3 separate regions of the Mus musculus genome follow, and all the other regions are linked to region 1. Evidence: chromatin contacts called from public Hi-C and promoter capture Hi-C data. All regions are on one chromosome and are shown on one strand. Each heading gives the region's core, a stretch centred on a gene start, on an enhancer-like site or on the middle of the called end of the contact. The rest is flanking DNA. Distances are from core to core; before and after follow the strand shown. Region 1 holds the start of Purb (purine rich element binding protein B). Region 2 overlaps Tns3 (tensin 3). Region 3 overlaps Tns3 (tensin 3).

Region 1 (3,437 bases), core at 554-3,053:
TTCTCCAATGGCTTCTTGAATTCTTCTCTTGCCCTGTCCATGATTGTGTAAAGTTGCATTCCTTTTCATAAACCTGTACCCTCAGAACTGGGTAACTGCAAAAGGCCTCTTTCTTCTCAAAGATTCCACTAAGACCTAGATCCAAAATGCTGATTTCGATGGAGGTGAAGGGATAGATGCTGATAGTAGTGAGGCCTGGAGGGATCCTAAGACCAGATTACCCAGGAAGAACACAAATTCAGCTATTCCCAATGCATGAGTCTGGGTAACCCAGGTGTGGTTTTGGTCCCAGACGCTCGAAGATCTATCTATCCCTTCCAGTGTTTTCCTGATGAATTTCCGAACCTCGGTTTTAAACAACAGAAGCTGAGACTCTTGCGCAGGTGAGGAGATGCTGCTCCTCTTTGCAGGTTGCTGGCAGTTCCTTGGAACTTAACTGCTTTTCTCTAATTGTCTGTGACTGTTTTCTTATGGTTATTTCTCTTAACTATATTATTTTATTTTTTTTTTTGTTTTCTTCGTCTGCGGCCTCCCCTGATCCCTCTCCACTAGCTCACTGGGGACGAGAAGGAAAGGGCGCTCTCTAGCCAAGGGGATGGTGGTGGGGTTGGGGGAGGCCGGTACGGGAAGCTGCCTGCTTCAATCCTCATCCACTTCCTCACCCTCCGACTCGTCGCCGCCACCGCTGCCCCCGCCGCGTCGCTCGTAAAGCTTATCCCTCTGTCGCTCCTGGATCTCTTTCATTTCATCTGCATACCGACAGAAGGCGCCTCCAAACTTGCCCCAGGCCTTGAAGGGCACGGTGATGGCATTGCGGTAGGACGGCTTCACCTCGCTCACTCGCAGGAACACCCCGTACTTGTTGCAGCCGACGTCGAAGAAGAAGCGCTTCGAGTCCACGGTGATGGAGGTGCCCTCCGGGAGCTCTCCGTACAGGCCGCCCCCGGGGCCGCCGGCGCCGCCTCCCGGGCCGCCGGCCAGCTCGTCCTCGTCGCCCCCGTAGTCGTCGATGAGCTTGGCGAGCGCGTCGCGGAACTCGATGAGGCCCTGCGCGGGCAGCGCGATGGTCTGGCCGCTCTGCAGGCCGCCGGGCCCGGGCCCCCCGCCGAAGCCGCCGCCGCCGCGGTTCACCGTCTGGCGGATGCGCAGGAAGCGGCCGCGCTGGTTCTCCTTGAGGTCCAGGTAGTACTTGCGGTTCTCGCGCACCAGGAACTCGCTCTTGAGCGCGCGGCGCGGCCCGCCGCCCTCCTCGGCGCCCGCCGCCAGCTGCTCGGGGCTGCTGGGACCCAGCTGCGCGTAGTGCTCGATGAAGTCGCCCAGCGAGTCGCGGAACTCGGCGGCCACCGCCATCGACAGCGTGAGGCGGCTCTTGGAGCCGCCCGCGCCCACCTCGGCGATCTTGAGGAAGCGGCCCTTGGCGTTCTGCTTCACGTCCAGGTAGAAGCGCTTGTTCTGGATGTCCAGCCGCTTCGAGGCCAGCTCCTGCGTCTCCTGCTCGCCGCCCGGCCCGCCACCGCCGCCGCCGCCGCCGCGGGGCGCGGGCTGGAAGCCGCCGGGCCCGCCGCCGCCGCCGCCGCCACCGCCGCGCTCGCTGCCGCTGTCGCCGTCCGCCATCTTCTCGGCCGCCGCCTCGCCGCCGCCGCCCGCTGCGCTCGCGCCCCCGCCCTCCGCCCTGCGGCTCGCGCTCCGGGGCCCCCCAGCCTCGCCCGCCGGCTCCTCACGCGCGCCCGCCGCTCATCGCCGGTCGCCGCCGCCCCCCATCGCCTCCGCGCCCCGCCCCCGCGGCTTCCGTGCGGCACGGCCCGCTTCCGGCGCGCGCCTCCCGTGACGTCACTCCGCCCCGCCCGCCGCCGCCTCCCGGCCGGAAGACCCACACACACCACGCCGGCGGGGCGCAGAGGTGACGTCGCTGGCCGCGCCGGCAAGGCGTTCTGCGGCTACCCCGGGCGAGCCTATGTTTCTGTCCGCTGGTTTTGGGGTCCTCTTTCTTGATGCTTTACTGACGCTCCCGGTTTCAGAGGGTTTAGTGTGTGACTAGATGACTCTGTTGCTTTGGGGCTGTGGGAAGGCAGAACGTTTTGCCGAGAAGCACATGAATTATTCAACAGTGGAGCCAATCACCTCCTGGCGCCTGGGAAAGCAGAGAGACAGGAAAGGGCCAGGGGCTAGGGATCTTTCCAGAGCATACCCCAGTAACCTGTTTTCTCCAGTGAGATCCTACTTCTCACTAATGCTACTAGATTATTAATCCTCAGGGACGAGTACACTGATTAAGTCGGACTCCTAACGATTGGATCTAGCAATCCTTCAGTAAATAAGCCCGTGTTTCTAAAACAAAGAAACCAGAATACCATCTTATTTTATAAACTCCCTGAATGGAGTTCACACAAATAACTTTTGGGTTTTTTTTTTTTTTACAATTGGGTGTTTTTAATGATAGGATCTCACTAAGCTATATTGGCTTAAACTTGAGTTCTTGCATCAGTTTAATATTCGTTAACCAGGTTCCTCTAAAGTGTTGTTTTTTTTTTTTTAAAGATTTATTTATTATTATATGTAAGTACACTGAAGCTGTCTTCAGACACACCAGAAGAGGGAGTCAGATCTTGTTACGGATGGTTGTGAGCCACCATGTGGTTGCTGGGATTTGAACTCTGGACCTTCAGTCGGGTGCTCTTACCCACTGAGCCATCTCTCCAGCCCTAAAGTGTTTTAAATTTGTTTCTGTGTGGCTATACATGTACGTGTATGTGGAGGCCGGAAATAGAGTGTTTGTGTTACTCTCCACCGTATTTTTTGTGAGTGGGTCTCTGGCTGAACTTAGAGCTCACTGAATTGATCTAAACTGGCTGTCAGTGAGCCCTAGGGATCCCCCACCCCCACCCCCTGCTGCACCCTGCTCTTTTATGCAGCTGCTAGGTTTTCAAGCTTGTGTCTTAATGCTTGTGTGATGAGCAGTTAACCGCCCCTCTAGCCTGTATTCTGCCTGATGGGCCAGCTTTGTTATTTTGTTTCCGCTGAAATTTCATTTGCATCTAAGCCTAGAGTCTTCTCTTGTAATTTTTTAGTAAGGACATATTTTTGAGTGGTTTTATGGTTTGATTTTTAAGTATAGGACTATGTTTATCTGAAATATATCATGATGTCTGGGATGAAGTAAAGAATCTAAGGAATTTCCTTCAAATGACTAACCCATTGTCCCAGTACTATGTATTGGGTAATCCTTGGAGGATAGATGTTAACAGGTGGAGATAGGGTAGGTTATTTTGGGCAGAGGAACATATGTCTCCAGATGGTGAGTTGTGCAGTTTGGCTGGGGCCTAGGGTCTGTGAACAGTGGAACTGGGCGCAGCTGTTCTCTGGTGGCTAGGAGAGATCCTTGATTCAGTGGACAGGGGCCACCATAAACTGTATAAACAGGAGTCATTTTCTAGTTT
Region 2 (3,921 bases), core at 1,307-3,806, 2.0 Mb after region 1:
ATCATTATTACAGGTTTTTAAATTTTTTCAAGTACATTTTTAAGAGGTAGAACCAAACAATCGAATCAGCCCAGGGCCACACTGATGGTTTAACAGGGGGTGTCAACCTAGGAAGACACCAGGGAATGAATATCTAAAACAAAGTTGGGGGCTCTGAGTTTCTCTCTTTTGTGGAACTCACTGTCTCCCAGGGACAGTCTGCTCAGGCTCACAAGAGATCAGAAGAGAAACTGAAGGGTGGGCCATGCAGGGAAAGGCTGTGGTCTCCGCTCAGGAAAACTGTTCCCAAGGCCTTTCTCAGAGTCTCTTCGTTTGTTCTCTACCTCTCTTGAGAGGGAGACCACTGTGCATATTGAACAACATAAACCCGAGGTCTGTCTAGCTACACATACATCAGATGTGGATGGATGTATGGCTGCCAGGCTGGAAGACAAGAATATCACAGGGACATACTTCTAGCCTGGGGCAAGTCCCTGTGACCTCTGTTGTGGCTATGGCAAACTCATCTTTTTGGAACCTAGAACATCCACACGATAAATGAGGGTGTCTTCTTTCATTTTATAATGGTCACATTGATGTGCTTAGATTTACGGAGCAGACCTACATTAGAACAATAGAAACTATCCAGAGGAATTAAGAATATTTCTTTACCATGACATTCTATCTGGAGAGTACGTCACAAGGGAGGTAACAGTAAGATGGCACACAGTATCCATCAGTTAGAATGAGAACATCCTTCAGGGTGACACCACCTGAGGTATGTAAGTAAGGATGTGGAGCAAGGGGATGCTTCTCCATTGCTGGTGGGAATACAAAATGGTACAGCCACTTTGCAAAAAAGTTCTGTGGTTTCATTCAAAGCTAACTAGTCGTGCCACCTGACCTAACTATCAGGCTCCTTCGTATTTAATCAAAGGAGTTGGAAACATGTATTAACTGAAAACTTGCGTTTGGATATTTTTAGAAGCTTTATACATACTTGCCAAAACTTAGAAGCAACCCAGATATTCTTCAGTGGCTGTGTGCATAAATAAGCTTTGCTTCACCAAGGGCTGGGGAGATATTTCGGTTGGCAAAAGGTTTGTAGTGAAAGCTATGACCCTGAGGATTAGAGTTCAGGTCCCCAGCAAGTGGAATGCAGTGATGTACTGCTACCATCGCAGGACTGGGAAGGCAGAGCAAGTGGATCCTCAGAGCTCACTGGCCAGCCAGCCTAGCCACATCAATGAGCTACAGGTACGGTGAATGACGGCTATAAAAAATAATGTGTAGGGAAATTTGAGGAAATATACAACATGGACTTCTGCCTCTGAACACATGTGCACACACATGTTCAGGGACCCATATGTATATGCATACAGATCTGTACAAACACACATATAATCTCCTGCACTATACACAAGGAAGGAAGCGACCGATCTCTGGAAAGCCATAGAAGAAGCTGAATGGCTATACCGAGAGAAAGAAACCAACCTGAAATGCTACATAGCTTGTGTTTACAGCATAAAGCATTCTGGGAAAACTGACAGTATGGCGACCATAAAAAGATCAGTGACAGTGAGTATCTTGACTATGAGGGAGGAGTGAGTAAGGAGATCAGAGGTAAGTTTTAAGATGAAGAAAATACTTCATGTGACATTATACTCATGAATGAATGCCAATATTTCTCAAGCCCATTGCCACCGAGAGAGAACACTGTATTTCTGGGCGGAGCCTTGTAAAATTTAGCACTAGAGGCAACCAGTGGCTGCTGACAGAGAGAGACTCAGTTTTCTTCATGGGTGAGTGCCCTGATAAGTTATTAAACCCCACATGGTCAGCCCTAAACACACGTACATATGAGCTAAACACTAAATGGACTCAGTAGACTCGTGTGTATGCGCATGTATAATACAGAATTCGGGCTGTGAATATGACAGGGAGTGGGGAGTGGGGGTGGGGGGGGAGTGGGGGAGAGATGATGTAAATGTTCAAGCCATTATAATTTTTAAATAAAAAGAGTGAGCTCTACATACACTACAGACTTCACTTAATAATGCAAAGATACTAGACAACTCATCAGCTGTAACACTATGGTGTGGGATACTGTGAATGGAGAGCCAGCATTGACATGGAATCTCTCTGCCTTCTATACTTTCCCATAGTGGATTTAGGAAGTACAATCTATTTACAAAGATTTCACCCAAGTGGCCTGGTCTCCCAGTGTGGTGTGTCTCAGCACAGATGGCAGAGTGGGTCCAGCAGTTGACTCAGGCTGAGGGACTGTTGAGTCACAGCTCCAGAACAGTTCTACATTTTCAGCTGGCGAGGCAGGTCACCACATCCTGCCTTCCCGCACCCCTCCCCCCACACTAAATATGGGCCTTAACATTTATTTATTCCACTGAATCTGGTCTTGTTTGAGTCCGAGCCTCTGATGCCCTGGCCATGCCTCCTCACAGCTGCACCCCACCCAGCTGTGCCAAGCAGCTATAAAAGGAAACTTCCTTCACAGTCCCCAGAAAAGCAGGAAATGACTGTCCAAAGGGAAGTTCTATCATGGAGTTCGGTTCCGCCCAGTGACTCGGAGATGCAGAGATACAAAACCAAAGCTGCGGCCACTGACCTGCTCCCTGCTTCAGCAGCTCGGCTGCAGAGTTGGCTGCTGTCTGGGGAGAGTTTTCTGCTATTTCCTCCAGTGGATCTGCAGGAAGGAGTGAGACGAGACATGAGCTCCTGACACAGTAGTCCACATGGCAAAGAAAATCTGATGACAGAATTCCCAGACGGTGACAGAGCTTTCTCTTGCGAGGCAATCATGCAGCCCACAGAGACTGTAACCCATTCTGAACACAGATGGAGGTGGTATGCCCCTAAAACATGTTCCAAGTCTCTGAATTCATTTACATAAGTGATCAAAATTTAAAAGATAAATAAAATAACATTTACCTACAGGAAAGCTGGGACACACAGTAAGGCCCCTATACACCCTGGATATTAATTTTTAAAAAAATTATTGTGGGTATTTTCTAACAAATATAAAAGTAGAGAGACTTGTTCATTCATGACCTAAATTTAACCATAGCAACATCATTCTCATTTTGTAGGACTGTGAATCTATAATGCAAGTGACCTTAAAATTAGTCTGAGAAAATATATTTTTTCATACACACACATGTTTGTATATAAAATAACTACTTATGTATGTACACGTTTTACATGTCTGGTGCCCAAGGAGACTAGATCTTCTACAACTACAGTTTTACATGGTCGTAAGCTGCCTAATGTAAGTGCTGGGAATTGAACTCAGGACCTCTGGGAAAGCAGTCAGTGCTTTTAACCACTGAACCATCTCTCCAGACCCCAAGTGTTTTACATCTTTAAGCTGAGCAGTCTTTGTTTTCTGGACACCTTCCATACAGGCCACGATGGGCAATGTCTGAAAGCTATTATCAGCAGCAGGGCATTCTTCTTTCTCAATTCAGGTGGCCACTAGTTTTCTTTGGGGTTTAAGAGTATATGTCATAAAAAAAGAACCTTAGTTTATTTTGTAAGGTGGGTCCTGGGTACAGCATGCTATCAGCGGTACAGAAGATCGTACACGCAGCCAGATAGCACTGAGAACTCCTCCACATACCTCTCTCCGGAATGAGCAGCTTGCAGGGTAAAGCCAAGGGCGTAATGGAATGCTGGCACACCAAAGCCGTCAGGCTCCCTATAAAGTGGATAAGAGTAAATGAATGTCACCAATCTCTTCACTTGCTCTGTGCTTAACCAAAGAATCAGTTGAGACCAAAATTCCAAAAACGCATGCCTTTATACCACTGTGGGATGTGACTCAAAGCTCCAAGAATGACAAGGCCCAAGCCAATGAAGAGGGTGATGGAGGGACCTGTAGTGTATGCCAAGCATATGGCCTTTATAAGTGCGAAGTGCCGGGGC
Region 3 (4,013 bases), core at 594-3,093, 2.0 Mb after region 1:
GCCTTCTGTGTACGTGACAGGCACACTGCTAAGACACATGCAGGCACTACCTCACCTAATCCTCCGACATCTTCCCATACACATTATCAGTCCTCCCTTAGGGACCAGGAGACAGATTCTTAAACAGTGAGGGAGGGAAGCTGGTTCACAGGAAGTCAACAGGAACCTTGTCTCCCATCAGTATCATCAAGGTCTCTGATTCTGCAGCCCACCGCTGGAGCTGCCTCCTCCACACGCACGCACATGCAAATGACAAGGAGCCTGCTGTACAGGCTTGCTCAGAGCCAAGGGAAGCTGCATGGTTCTCGGTGAGAATTTATAGCCTGGCTGCTGTGCTCAGAACACAGAAAGGGTCCCCAGAAACTCCATACCATAGGTTCCACCTAGGCTGGTGGTAAACATGAGCTCGGTGCCAATGCAGACAGATGGAGACACTTCGCATCTCACCTAAGACTAGGAAAACATTTCCATCCGAGGCGGCCAACTTTGAATCTACTGACAGACATATGGGATTCATGGAAAATGATGGTTTTATATGGATTCCATTAGAAGAACAGGAAGCTTTTGAAAAAGCATTTGACTTAAAATATCTCTGGCTCTTAGAAGGGACAACACATAAAACTTACAACCAGGAAGTTTTACAACACATAAAACTTACAAGCATGGGGCAGACCCTAACCTGCCGGGGCTTGTCATGGGGCTTATGCAAGGGCTTTCTCTCGAGAGTACGATCTGCCCCGTGATGTGAGCTGTAGCGCACAGCCTTGTATCTGTAAGGATCAACAGATGCTGCAAGAGACCACATTCTTCCTCCCTAGCCACTCACAGCCCTAAGATTCTCCTACCCGACATGTGGGGGAGGCAACCCCAGTCCTATCCCAGGAGGGAAGGACAGCTAAGGTACCAGTCACCCCGGCTGCAGAAGCTCTGCCGGAATCTGAGCACATCAGTCCAGTCAATGCCTGTTTTGTTTCAGTGTTCATGGATTTGCTTAGAAATGCTACCTTTGCAGGCTCCAAGCATAGAAGAGATGAGGGAGCCTCATTAAAAATCCCAGCATCTGCTCCACAGGCTGCCTGCCTCTTTAGTGGAAACAACTGCCCTCTGGGGAAGCTGCTCGGGGAACACTCTCCTGAGGGCTATGGGTTGGGCTGTGACAGAGAGAAAGGGGCAGGCCCACGATCATCAGTTTGGGCAGAAGAGTGCACAGAAAGCGGCACACATTCAAACCAGGCTTTTGTTCATCCCTAAGGAGCTCCACAAAGTTAGAAAGCGTGCCTCCCCTGAAAGACGGTCCCTAAGAGACTTGAGAAACGCCACTAAGTGATAAGGGAACTCAGAACAGAAAACTGTCTGGCTATCTTTCCATGCCCCAGTTCACCTAGGTGTCCTGGCCATTGGCACTGGGTCTGTCTGTCTCCTCCTCCCTACTCCCACCACTACCCTCCCCCACATCCCAGATCAGGTTTCAGCAACTGGATGTGCCCAAAGGAACCAGAGCTCAGAGACACCAGGGACACAGAAATAGCTCCTGGAGAAGCCACGAGGCCAGCTGTTGGCTTACCTGGGCACCTGGGGTCCGGTCAGTCCATGGAAGGGCCTAGAATCTGTGAGCCTTGTTAAAGGCACTCTGCAGGGTCTGTCCCCAGCAGCCCCGGGTGCTGAGTCCGGCCCAATGGCGTCCCCCACCCACCCTGGGAGGGCTCAGTGTTCTGCCAGTCCCCGGGGGAGTCAGGGCGAGAGGCGGGGCTGCCACCTCCAAAGAGGCCCATTCAGAGGGCAGCGGGAGAGTAGGTCGCAGGAAAGAATCCCGGGATTGTTGGGCGGCCGCGGGCTGCTGCGGGCCGCCTGCCCAGTCAGTGCCTCCAGACTTGGCCCCGCCTGCTCTCTGCTGCAGTTCGCTTCCTTTCCATTCTGCTTCCCTTCTTCCTCCTCCCCCTTCAAGTTCGGAAAAACTTCCCGGCCAAAACCCACCACAACTTAAAACCACGCCGCCGAGACCAGGGACACCCAGCGGAGACAAGGGGCAGGACAAACAGCCACGCCCCACACCTGCCCTTCGCGGCAACCTGAGGACGCAGGAGGAAAAAGCCAGTGGGGTTTGACTCTGTGACGCTGAGCCACAGATTCCTTTCCTGGTAGAAGGGGATCGCCTCGCCCCAACAAAGCCTTCACCACAGCCCTACACAAGGCAGCCAGGAGACTTCAGCTGCGGAAACCCACTCCTCAGTATCTGCTCAACTGCAGATTTTCCTCCTGGCTGCAGTGGGAACCAACAGAAACTGATCAGGAACCAGCCTGTTTCATTGGGCTTTCTACTAACAGGTTCTGGGAAGCATCTACATCTAGATCCCCTTCTTCCTCCTATTTCCTTCATGTGTTTCCCCCATATGGAAGGGCCCCCCAAAACATCAATTGAACCTCTCGACAGCCTTCAAAATTGCTTACAAACACCAGTACCTATTTTAGTCTGAGACATTTTCTTGTGCATCAAGTAGCATACAGAGTCTATTACCTGAGCACTAAAACACAGCCTGTCCAGCAGCACTCCACGTTTTACCATGAACTGAAGGCAACAGAGTCTCACTCACTCTGCAAATGTGAGCTTCTAGAAACTTCTAGAACATTCTCCCTGAACGTCTCAAAGAGAAGTTTCTCATGTTCCCCAAGGGTTGCTTCCTGGCCAGCATGTGCCAGTGTTGATTTTACTTCATTATCGCAGGCCTCTGCACAGAGGTAAGTTTCCGGCACAGCTTGCTGACCATCTTGCTGAATCTAAGCCTGCCCAACCCCGCAGGTCCCAAGAGCAACTTGATAAGGAGAGGCCCTCATTCCAGGCCCATTCAGGCCACGTGTCTAGGGCCCAGCCAGGAAGACCCCTGAGAAGACACTTCCTCCCAGTTGTTTATATGCCTGAAAACAGCTATCCCTGCTATCGGAAATGCCTGGCCCCAACCCAACAGGATCAGCGGCGGGCTCAGTGAGGTGGGTGTACCAGCCTTTCCAGTCCACGACTTCCATCAGAAAAAGGTCTAACTCCTCTGTGGGTCCCGTCTACCCACAGGCCAGAGGACTGGGGGTTGTGACCGTGTCAAAGCCATGACCCAAGCAGCTCTGAGCAGGCCTCCTCACAGACTTGCTCATCACCCCCGCCCCTCCTCCCGCTCATCTGCGGCAGTGTTAGGGATTGAGATGGCTTGGAGGGTTCCTTCCTTTAGGAAGAAAGTCATTCTCTGAAACCCCACTGTTTCCCCTAGGGATCAGGGTCAGAACCTGGACAAGAGACAGCCACTGTGAACCAGCAGGATGCCCATGGGAGGACAGCAAAACCACAGCAGAGCACAAATAGGTGTTAGGACCACCGCCCCAGGAATGGGCTGAGCCAGCCTTCACCTTTGCCAGCAGGATGACACCTGGAGCCTGGCTCCACATACTGGGGCTCAAGCTCACTGAGGAGCTGATGCATTGGCCCCTTGATGGGAAAGCCTTGCCTTTAACTCTACTCAATATTAAAAAACAAACAAGCAAACGATGAACCCATAACCTTAGGCACATCTTATCACTGACTGAAAGCCCCCTCAGCCTCCTGAGTGCTGGTGATACAGCACTCCTGGTGCAGCTAGAAGGCTCAGGCCCTGGCTGGAACTGTGTAGACGGACACTCCCCTAGAAAAAGAAACCAGGTGCTTTGTGTGTAAGTTGTAGGTTTCTTTACAACCCACCTGACAGCCCTGGGAAACATAAGTGGGCAATGGTGATGTAACCTGCAGGTCCTACCTGCAACTACAGGAACTGCCCCCAAGACAGAGCCAGGTGGACCCCCAAACCACCAGAATAACCACCACCATAGCTGACAACCCCGAGTCACTCCAATGCCCTTTTCCTGTTTGTCTGAGAAACCACTGTCCACAGTTGAGCAGACCCAAAGAGAATTCTCCCTGACAATTCTGCAGAGAAAGGCTTTAAAACAAAACACACCCCACACCCAAACCCATGTGCCCGCCACCTCATGGT

What was found. Promoter capture Hi-C pulls out the DNA fragments that hold promoters and counts their contacts. A called contact is a pair of places that touch in the nucleus more often than the background predicts.
Region 2: a Hi-C map of myocytes shows a contact between it and region 1, with 5 times the contacts expected there. The contact joins the enhancer-like site here to the promoter of Purb in region 1. A contact is called at or near these places in 1 of 39 promoter capture datasets (liver) and 1 of 484 Hi-C or Micro-C datasets (myocytes).
Region 3: a contact with region 1 is called in a promoter capture Hi-C map of stem cell-derived epiblast-like cells, with 4 times the contacts expected there. The contact joins the enhancer-like site here to the promoter of Purb in region 1. A contact is called at or near these places in 4 of 39 promoter capture datasets (the 3T3-L1 cell line, 3T3-L1-derived adipocytes, cranial neural crest and 1 more) and 1 of 115 datasets of contacts at active chromatin or transcription factors (astrocytes).

The regions. Positions count from the first base shown.
Region 1 is chr11:6,474,273-6,477,709 of GRCm38.p6, forward strand. Purb (purine rich element binding protein B) reads right to left here and starts at 1,804. Exons shown (of 1, transcript NM_011221.3): 1 at 1-1,804. The coding sequence starts at 1,614. The coding sequence ends at 640.
Region 2 is chr11:8,441,330-8,445,250 of GRCm38.p6, forward strand. It overlaps Tns3 (tensin 3), which reads right to left. Exons shown (of 31, transcript NM_001083587.1): 26 at 3,617-3,694; 27 at 2,606-2,683. Among named protein-coding and RNA genes, the nearest start is that of Tns3, 220 kb to the right of the region's middle. Within about 2 kb of position 2,557, at least 94 of the 459 cell types and tissues checked have an H3K27ac peak or open chromatin away from gene starts, as enhancers often do. A contact at or near this core is called in liver and myocytes, where this site is marked.
Region 3 is chr11:8,466,863-8,470,875 of GRCm38.p6, forward strand. All of the region lies in intron 20 of Tns3 (tensin 3), which reads right to left. Among named protein-coding and RNA genes, the nearest start is that of Tns3, 200 kb to the right of the region's middle. Within about 2 kb of position 1,844, at least 263 of the 459 cell types and tissues checked have an H3K27ac peak or open chromatin away from gene starts, as enhancers often do. A contact at or near this core is called in astrocytes and stem cell-derived epiblast-like cells, where this site is marked.